Regions from separate parts of the Sus scrofa genome. Here region 1 is linked to region 2. The links are chromatin contacts, called in public promoter capture Hi-C maps. All regions are on one chromosome and are shown on one strand. Each heading gives the region's core, a stretch centred on a gene start, on an enhancer-like site or on the middle of the called end of the contact. The rest is flanking DNA. Distances are from core to core; before and after follow the strand shown. Region 1 holds the start of PNRC1 (proline-rich nuclear receptor coactivator 1). Region 2 holds the start of RNGTT (mRNA-capping enzyme).

Region 1 (3,738 bases), core at 499-2,998, 66 kb before region 2:
CAAGTCATTTCAGCGATTTCTTACCGTAAATTATAATCAATTTTATTCTAGTCTAATAGCAAGTGGGCAGTACAACGTCCGTTCAACTGGTAACTTTTCTTTCGAAAAGTTCATCGTTCTGGACACAGGTAATAAAACTACCTTCCACTGAAAAAATCCCAGTACAGTACACAGTGGAATGGTTAAATAAATTCCGCTCATCTGATAGGCTAGCACACAGAACTGATCGCTTCAAAGAGGGAACAACTCTGCCGTCGCACCTGCCAACTTTCAAAGTTGAAAAGTACAGCCAAGTAGGTCGGCCCGACGAGGAGCAGCGCCACCCATGGGGCACCTCACAACTCTGCATAAGACCAACCGGGGGCGGGCGGCCCCCAAGGAGCCCCACGCCGGGAGGGTCTACGCGCGTCCCCCCTCGCCTTGGCAATACCATCTGTCGGGAAGCCGCTGGCAGGCCCACACCCCTCACCCGCTCGCCTCCTTCATGAGCGCCGGAGCGCTCCGCACGTAGCGCGCGCTGACGTCAGCCTCCCGCGGGCCGTCTCGCTCCCCCTCGCGCCCCGAACGCCGAAACCCCCTGGAACGCCGCCAGCTTTCTAAATCCGGGCTGTTGCCGGGGCGCAGCGGCTCTTGTCATTGGCCGGCTCCTCGCAGCCAATCAGCAGCGCCAGCGCAGGCCTCCCCCTCCCCCTTCTCCCCCCCAGCAAGAACAGAGCGGGCGTCACGGAAACTTCCCTCCCGAGTAAACAGCCGCCCTCGCCCCTCACCCCGGCCCCTCCTTCCCGGCCACTCAGCGCAGGGCCCCAAGCCTCCGGTCCCGGGTCCGGCCGTCTTGGGGCCGGAGTGCCAACGGTCCCCACGTTCCCCTCGCGGCCCTCACCTCTCTTCTGAACGAGGGCTGGCCGGGCGCCGCGGGCGGCCGCGGGCCAAGGAAAAGGCTCGCTTCTTCAGTTCGGGTTGCGGTTGCAGGAGCCGAGGCCCAGGCGGCGGCCTGGTCCGGGACTTGCTGCTCTCCACTGTGGCCCGTCGCGGGGCTCCGCACGCCTTCCAGGCTCGGCCGGTGCTGCTGGTACTGGTGGAAGCGGCTGGGAAGCTGCCCCGACGGGCTGGCCCGCACCTTCTTCTTTCGCCGCTTCTTTGGTGCTGCGCGAGGGGTGCCCCCCGTTGAGGCGAGGCTGCAGTTGGGCAGAGGCGCTGGGGCGCGAGGCTGAGGGGTCAGACAGGGACCGTCTCCCCCTAAAAAGTGAGGGAGAAAGAGGGTGGGGGGCAGCGCCCTGGGGTCCGGGATCCGGGGTAAAGGCGGCGGAGCCGTGCTCACCATCGGGAGGGCCCCAAAGTAACCGCGGGCGGAAAAGCCCATGGGCGCCAGGCGGCTGCCCAGAACAAGCGGCTCCCGCTGGGGGACAGAAACGACGGTCATAGCGGCTCAGCAGGAGTAGAAGAAGGAAGTGCGGCCAGAGATCACAGGGCGGCGAAGGCTGCTGCTAGGTAAGCCTGTGAGAAGCGCGGACCATGGTTCGGGCGGTGGCGGCGCAGCAACAAATACCCTCAGCCTCCGCTCGGAGTGTTGTTATCAGAAACTCCGCCCTGTGCCCGCCCACCTCCCTGTGAGAGCCCAATAAGAATGCGACCTGGAAGGCCACGCCCCTCCGGCTCCTCCTCCACCGCCTCCGAGAGACACACACAAACAACCCTCTTGCTGCAGCCGGGCACAAAGAGCGAGCACTGCGCAGGCGCTGCCAACGGGCTCTTTCGGGAAGAGTCGGTCCCGCGAACAATGAAGTTCCGTTTCAGCCGCACCTGCCCCACCTCCCCGCTCTTCTCGTTTCTCACCTCCCCGCCTCTCCCTGAAGGCTTTGGTCAGACTACTAGAGCTCGGCTAAATCTAGGGGTGGGGTTGGGATAGGGGCGGGAGGCAGGGAGTGAAAAAATCCGGTAGAGTCAGGCCAGTGGGTGCCTCCTCGGCCACTGACCTTGGGGAAGTAGTATTTTCAAGCCGAATGTAACAGCATTATTACCATTGGCTTTTTTTTTTTTTTTTTTAACATTTCAAAGTACATTGCAGGAGTTCATTCTTTGTAGTCGGAAAGAAAAGCAGTCCACGTTTAAATTACATTTGATGAAGTGTGGCTCACTTTTTTTTTTTTAAATCGGGTGAGAAACGCTGCTCAATAGCTGTGGTAGTTGGAGTAAGAAGGGAGTGACTTACTCATTGAAATTGGACGCTTAATGTATAGTAAGTTCTGTATAAATCCATGGGACTTTGGGACAGCAAAAAAGTGCCTAATACTGAGGAGGAAGCAGAGGAAGAGGCTTGTGTCTCAAAGGAAGAAAGTGAAACAGCTCTGCAACATTGCAGTATGCTTTGCTAGCTCTTGTGTTGATGAGAATCCCACTCTCATCATCTCCCCGCACTGTGTTCAGACACAAAAAGAACTGTGGCTATTTATCAAGCCCTTATGTGCTACCAACTGTTCTTTACTTAAATTACCTCATTTGAATCTCAAAACTAACTCTAAGGAATAGGTACTGTATATTTTATCACCAGTTTACAGGAGAGAAAACAGGTTTAGAGAAGCAAAAGTTTTACTTGCCAGAAGTCGTACAGTAAGCTAATAGCGGAGTCAACTCCAATCCAGGTCTGGCAACACTAACGTGGTTTTGTTTGCTTGTTTTTGCTTCTTAGGGCCCCACCTGTGGCATACAAGAAGTTCCCAGGTTAGTAGTAGTCAGAGCTACAGCTGCAGGCCCACACCACAGCCACAGCAATATTGGATCTCAGCGGCATCTGTGACCTACACCACAGATAATGGGCAGAGCTGGATCCTTAACCCATTGTGCGAGGTCAGGGATCAAACATGCATCCTCATGGATACTAGTTGGGTTTGTAACCCAATGAACCACAGCGGAAACTCCCTGGAAAGACTAGCTTTAACATCATCTGTACTACCTACCACACTAGATTGTGGGTTTTTAGAACACAGGATACTATTAAACTTCTCTGTATCCTACCAGCCTTTTTTTTCAGCTTTATAGTGCTTGGTAAGTGTTTTATGATTGATAATAGAGTTGGCTAGAGGGACTGTCCAGAACAACACTTCCCAATGACTTTATATAAACTTTTTTGTTTGTTTGTTTTTTTGTCATTTCTAGGGCCGCTCCCTTGGCATATGGAGGTTCCCAGGCTATGGGTCTAATCCGAGCTGTAGCCGCTGGCCTACAGCAGAGCCACAGCAACGCCAGATCCGAGCCGAATCTGCGACCTACACCATAGCTCACGGCAATGCTGGATCCTTAACCCTCAACCTCATGGTTCCTAGTCGGATTCGTTAACCACTGAGCCACGACAGGAACTCCTTTTTTATTTTATTTTTTATATAAACTTTTAATACTACATTCCATCATTATTGATTGCTGGACTTGATCATTTTGCTAGATTTTACTCTTTTTTTTGGTTTGTTTCCAACACTTAATAATTCATAGTAAATGCTTGTGATTGGTGGATTAATGGGAATCATATACTTTCGGTGCTGTTAAAGATCTTAGAGAGACTTTAACTGAAAATCGTCAGGTCTGTAAATTGATGCTGTGAGGAGAATGGCTTGGCAAGAGTGGTGGAGAAGGGCAGGCAAAAATTATGGAACCTCTGGAATGAGGTCATTTGTTCTTTTGTTTTTGTAAGAGTTACTGCTTTCTCAAAAAATGTTTTCATCTGTTATTTTATTCTTACTCCAATCC
Region 2 (4,051 bases), core at 467-2,966:
GAATGTGTTGACTGTTTCAGGAAGCCAGCAAGGAGTTGTGTTGGTCCCTCTGCGGGCATCTATTTTTCCCCTTGAAGAAAAGCAGAGAGGTGGGACTAGGAGTGAGATAGGCAGAAACACTCTTGGCAAAGGATTCCTGGGAGGGAGAAATTGCCGGCTCACCCAGCTCACTTTGATACCACTCTCCTACTCTGTCCACTCTTGTGGGCAGAAGGGAGCCACATGGCCTTCCCGGTCTGTTGGCACTAAGGTTGGAGAGGGCATAACTGGGTAGTGGTGTAAAAATGAAGCACAGACTGCTGCCTTACAACCCAAAACAGCCACTCATCGTTGGTATGAAGCCTCTGTGAAGCTCTCCCTGTGCCAGGAATGAGCTCCCTGGGTGACACAGTGTGTGAGGAGGACAGTCTCCAAGGGGAGTCATCCCCAGGAAGGGAAAGTGAGGTATTTTCCCAGGACCAGGCTCACCTTTTCCATCCTTGGAGATTTGGGGAATCAAACATTGCACCACTCTGGGCTTGGTACCAACTCTGTCCTGCCAGCAGAAGATAGAACAGGGCATCATCTGGGCAGATTGCTGCTCTGTAAGGAAACAGGCTTATCTGGTCCTGTCGGCAGAGGAATGATGTTTTTTCCCCAAAGATCTCAGCAGATGTAACCACAGCACAGATCGCCAGGATGACCTAACTCAGGCTCTCTCAGAGAGACAGCCATTGGGCCCTCTCTATTTACTGGGAGGATTCTGATCTTACTGAGATCGTCCAGGCATTCAAGGGCTGAACTGTTGGGCCAGTTTCCCATCGACGCTTTATGATGCCTTCTCCCAAACCTCAAGCTCTTGCAGGTCAGATATAGCACAGGTACTTAAAACCAAACTGCTGAGTTATAACTTGCCAGCATCCAGCTTCATATGTAATACTTTAACTAAATTAGTCTGGTAACTTGCTAATGGACATAGTTTATAAAGCGCCTCCAGTCACCCGTGTTTAACTCGAAGGGAGAGACAGTTTGGTAAAGCAGAGAACACCGCCATGTAGTGGTACTCTGCTCTCCGATTCCTGCCTTTGCCAATTATACACATTAGTAATTTTGAGACATGGACCCTCTGAGACTCCCAAATATGATATAAAATTTTCTCTAGAAATGTACAGACAAAACTCATAAAAAATGTTTTGGGATTAATTTCAGATGTTTCATGGATCCCTAGAAGTACTCTGAAAAAAAGAAACTCATTTCCGATGCTCCAGTCTCTCGCCCTTAGAATTTCTCTAAAGCTGGTTTCCCTAATCCACGGCAGAAAGAACTTTCCAAATTCCCATTCAAACTCAGATTCTGTCGGGACGCCAAATTTGACCGAGGAATGGCGATCAGGCCCTTGAGCTATGACAACAGAGGAAAGGCCCCTTTCTTAGTAAAACGGATGCATTTATGAAATCTGCGGACCAGTCTACGTGTGGAAAGAGGCTTGGTTTCACGATTTCTGGAGTCTCCATTTGCTGCCTAGAAAGGAAAATAAGAGTCGCCCTGCGGGACTCCAAACTGTGGCAGCAGCGCATGCGTGGAACCACCCTAAGAAAGGGGCTGGGATGGGACCCGCGCGGGGCGGGTCGAAGGAAGACCGCCCCTTTAGTTCTGGGCGTTAACTCCTTCCCACCCCTCCCCCGAGCTGTCTCTCTTCACCTCTGACCTCGGAAAGAAGTGGGTGGGGCCTTTGGGGGCGGAAGTAGCGGTGCATTGTGGGTTAGTCTAGAGTTGAGCGGAATGAAAGTGGCGCGCGGTCGCTGACAGTAGCCCGGGTCGGGGCTGCTCGGGTTCGGACGCTGGCCGGGATTCGGGTGCCTCGGACCTCGGGTGCAGAGCGAACCGCGAGGAGGCGGCGGCGGAGGCGCGGCGAGCGTTGGTGGAGGGGGCGGCTGTGCGCGGCCCCAAGACATGGCTCACAACAAGATCCCGCCGCGGTGGCTGAACTGTCCACGGCGAGGCCAGCCGGTAGCAGGTAAGCGGGACGGGGGGGTGGCGTTCGAGTGCCTGAGCACCCGCGGGTCCATGGGTGGGCTGAGGGGGCGCAGCTTGCGATAGTTCAGTGTCTGGTGGTGGTGTTTCAGGACCGAGATGTGCTCGGTCCGATGAAGCTTCGTGGATGAGTGTTTGGGAACCTGGACCGGAGCAAGTGGGGGCACTTGTCAATATCCAGTAAGGCTGAGTGTTGCCATCGGGAAGGTAGATAGGGGGTTTGTGTGGCAGGAGCTGAGGACTAAAGAACTCAGTGGGCAATACTTTTCAGCTTAGGAGTTTGTGAAAGGTTCTCGGAAGGGGAGGGGACAAGTGTCAGTTTTGAGATGAAGGAGGTTGCTAAAGAGGAGGAGGAGGGGCAGTTTTTAAGCGGTGAAATTGATCTACACTGAGACTGGAGGTTTGTTTTTGTTTTGTTTTGATTTTTTTTTAACATGACTCACGTTGAGGGCTTTTTCATCTTTGACTTTGACACAACAGACTTTAAATTTAAAGCCTGATAAATTTTGACTTCCACGCGCGCAGGTACACACACACCCTGTGAATCACAATCAAGGTAGTAAACACATTCAGCACCTTTTATGGTTTCCTCCTGCGTTTTGTGATCTCCCCCGCGCCCTCAACCAGTGATCTGCTTTCTGTCGCGGTAGATTTAGTTTGCATTTTGTATGCTCTTTTTTGGGGGGGGGGAATCCTCTGTTTTCTTTCACTCAGCATTACTGTTTTGAGATTTATGCATGTTCTGGTATGTATCAATAGTTCGCTCTTTTTATTTCTTAGTATTCTGTTGTTATGAATACAGATTAGTTTATCCATTTACTTTTTGATGGTCCTTTGGGTTGTTTCCAGTTTTTGACAGTTGCAGACTAATTTGCTGTGAACATTCACCTACCTTTCTTTGTATGCACATGTGCTTTCATTTCCCCTGTGTAAATTTTTAGGAGAGCAATGCATCATATGGTATGTGTGCATTTAACCTTAAAAAATACCAAATTCTTTCCCACAGTTATAATATTTTGCATTCCTGCTATCAGTGTATGAGAGTTCTGTTTGCTCCACATCCTCTTGGACACTTGATTTGATCAGTCTTTTAAATTTTACCCACTCTAATAGCTGTTTAGTACTTATTACGGTTTGATGTTGAGCATCTTTTTATGTGCTTCTTGGCAATTCATGTATTATCTTTTGCAAAGTTTCCAAATCTTTTGCTGACTTTAATTTTTTATTTTTTATTTTTGTCTTTTTAGGGCCGCACCTGTGACATATGGAGGTTCCCAGGCTAGGGGTCCAATCAGTTACAGCTGCCAGCCTACACCACAGCCACAGCAACGTCGGATCCTAACCCAATCGTCGACCTACACCACAGCACACAGCTCACTGCAACTCAGTATCCTTAACCCACTGAGCGAGGCCAGGGATGGAACTGCCACCTCATGGTTCCCAGTTGGGTTAGTTTTCACTTTGCCACCATGGGAACTCCTCTTGCTAACTTTAAAAATTGTGTTGTTTATCTTATTTTTGGGTTGTTAGTGTTTTTTTTTTTTTTTTTTGGAACTGTTTTATTTATTTATTTATTTATTTTTGTCTTTTTGCTATTTCTTTGGGCCGCTCCCGTGGCATATGGAGGTTCCCAGGCTAGGGGTGTAATCGGAGCTGTAGCTGCCGGCCTACGCCAGAGCCACAGCAACGTGGGATGCGAGCCGCGTCTGCAACCTACACCACAGCTCACGGCAACGCCGGATTGTCAACCCACTGAGCAAGGGCAGGGACCGAACCCGCAACCTCATGGTTCCTAGTCGGATTCATTAACCACTGCGTTAACCACTGCGCCATGACGGGAACTCCTGGTGTTCTTTATATATTGTAAATGCAAGTCCTTTGTTGGATATTTGCTTTTAAAAGTCTTTTCTCCCATCTGTGGCTTGCCTTTTCACTCTCTTTTGAACAGTTTCTTTTGAAAAGTGAAAGTTTTAAATTTTAACTAGCTCCGTCTTAATGCTTTTCCTAGAAAGTGTTTTGAAACAAAAATTAAAGGATT

The links. Promoter capture Hi-C pulls out the DNA fragments that hold promoters and counts their contacts.
Region 1: a contact with region 2 is called in a promoter capture Hi-C map of liver, with 2.3 times the contacts expected there. The contact joins the promoter of PNRC1 here to the promoter of RNGTT in region 2. A contact is called at or near these places in 2 of 5 promoter capture datasets (fetal liver and liver), 18 of 47 Hi-C or Micro-C datasets (adipocytes, alveolar macrophages, blood and 11 more) and 2 of 2 datasets of contacts at active chromatin or transcription factors (alveolar macrophages and skeletal muscle).

What each region holds. Positions count from the first base shown.
Region 1 is chr1:57,126,110-57,129,847 of Sscrofa11.1, reverse strand. It overlaps PNRC1 (proline-rich nuclear receptor coactivator 1), which reads right to left and starts at 1,748. Exons shown (of 2, transcript XM_021089951.1): 1 at 881-1,748. The coding sequence starts at 1,420.
Region 2 is chr1:57,059,650-57,063,700 of Sscrofa11.1, reverse strand. It overlaps RNGTT (mRNA-capping enzyme), which reads left to right and starts at 1,716. Exons shown (of 16, transcript XM_021089928.1): 1 at 1,716-1,996. The coding sequence starts at 1,933.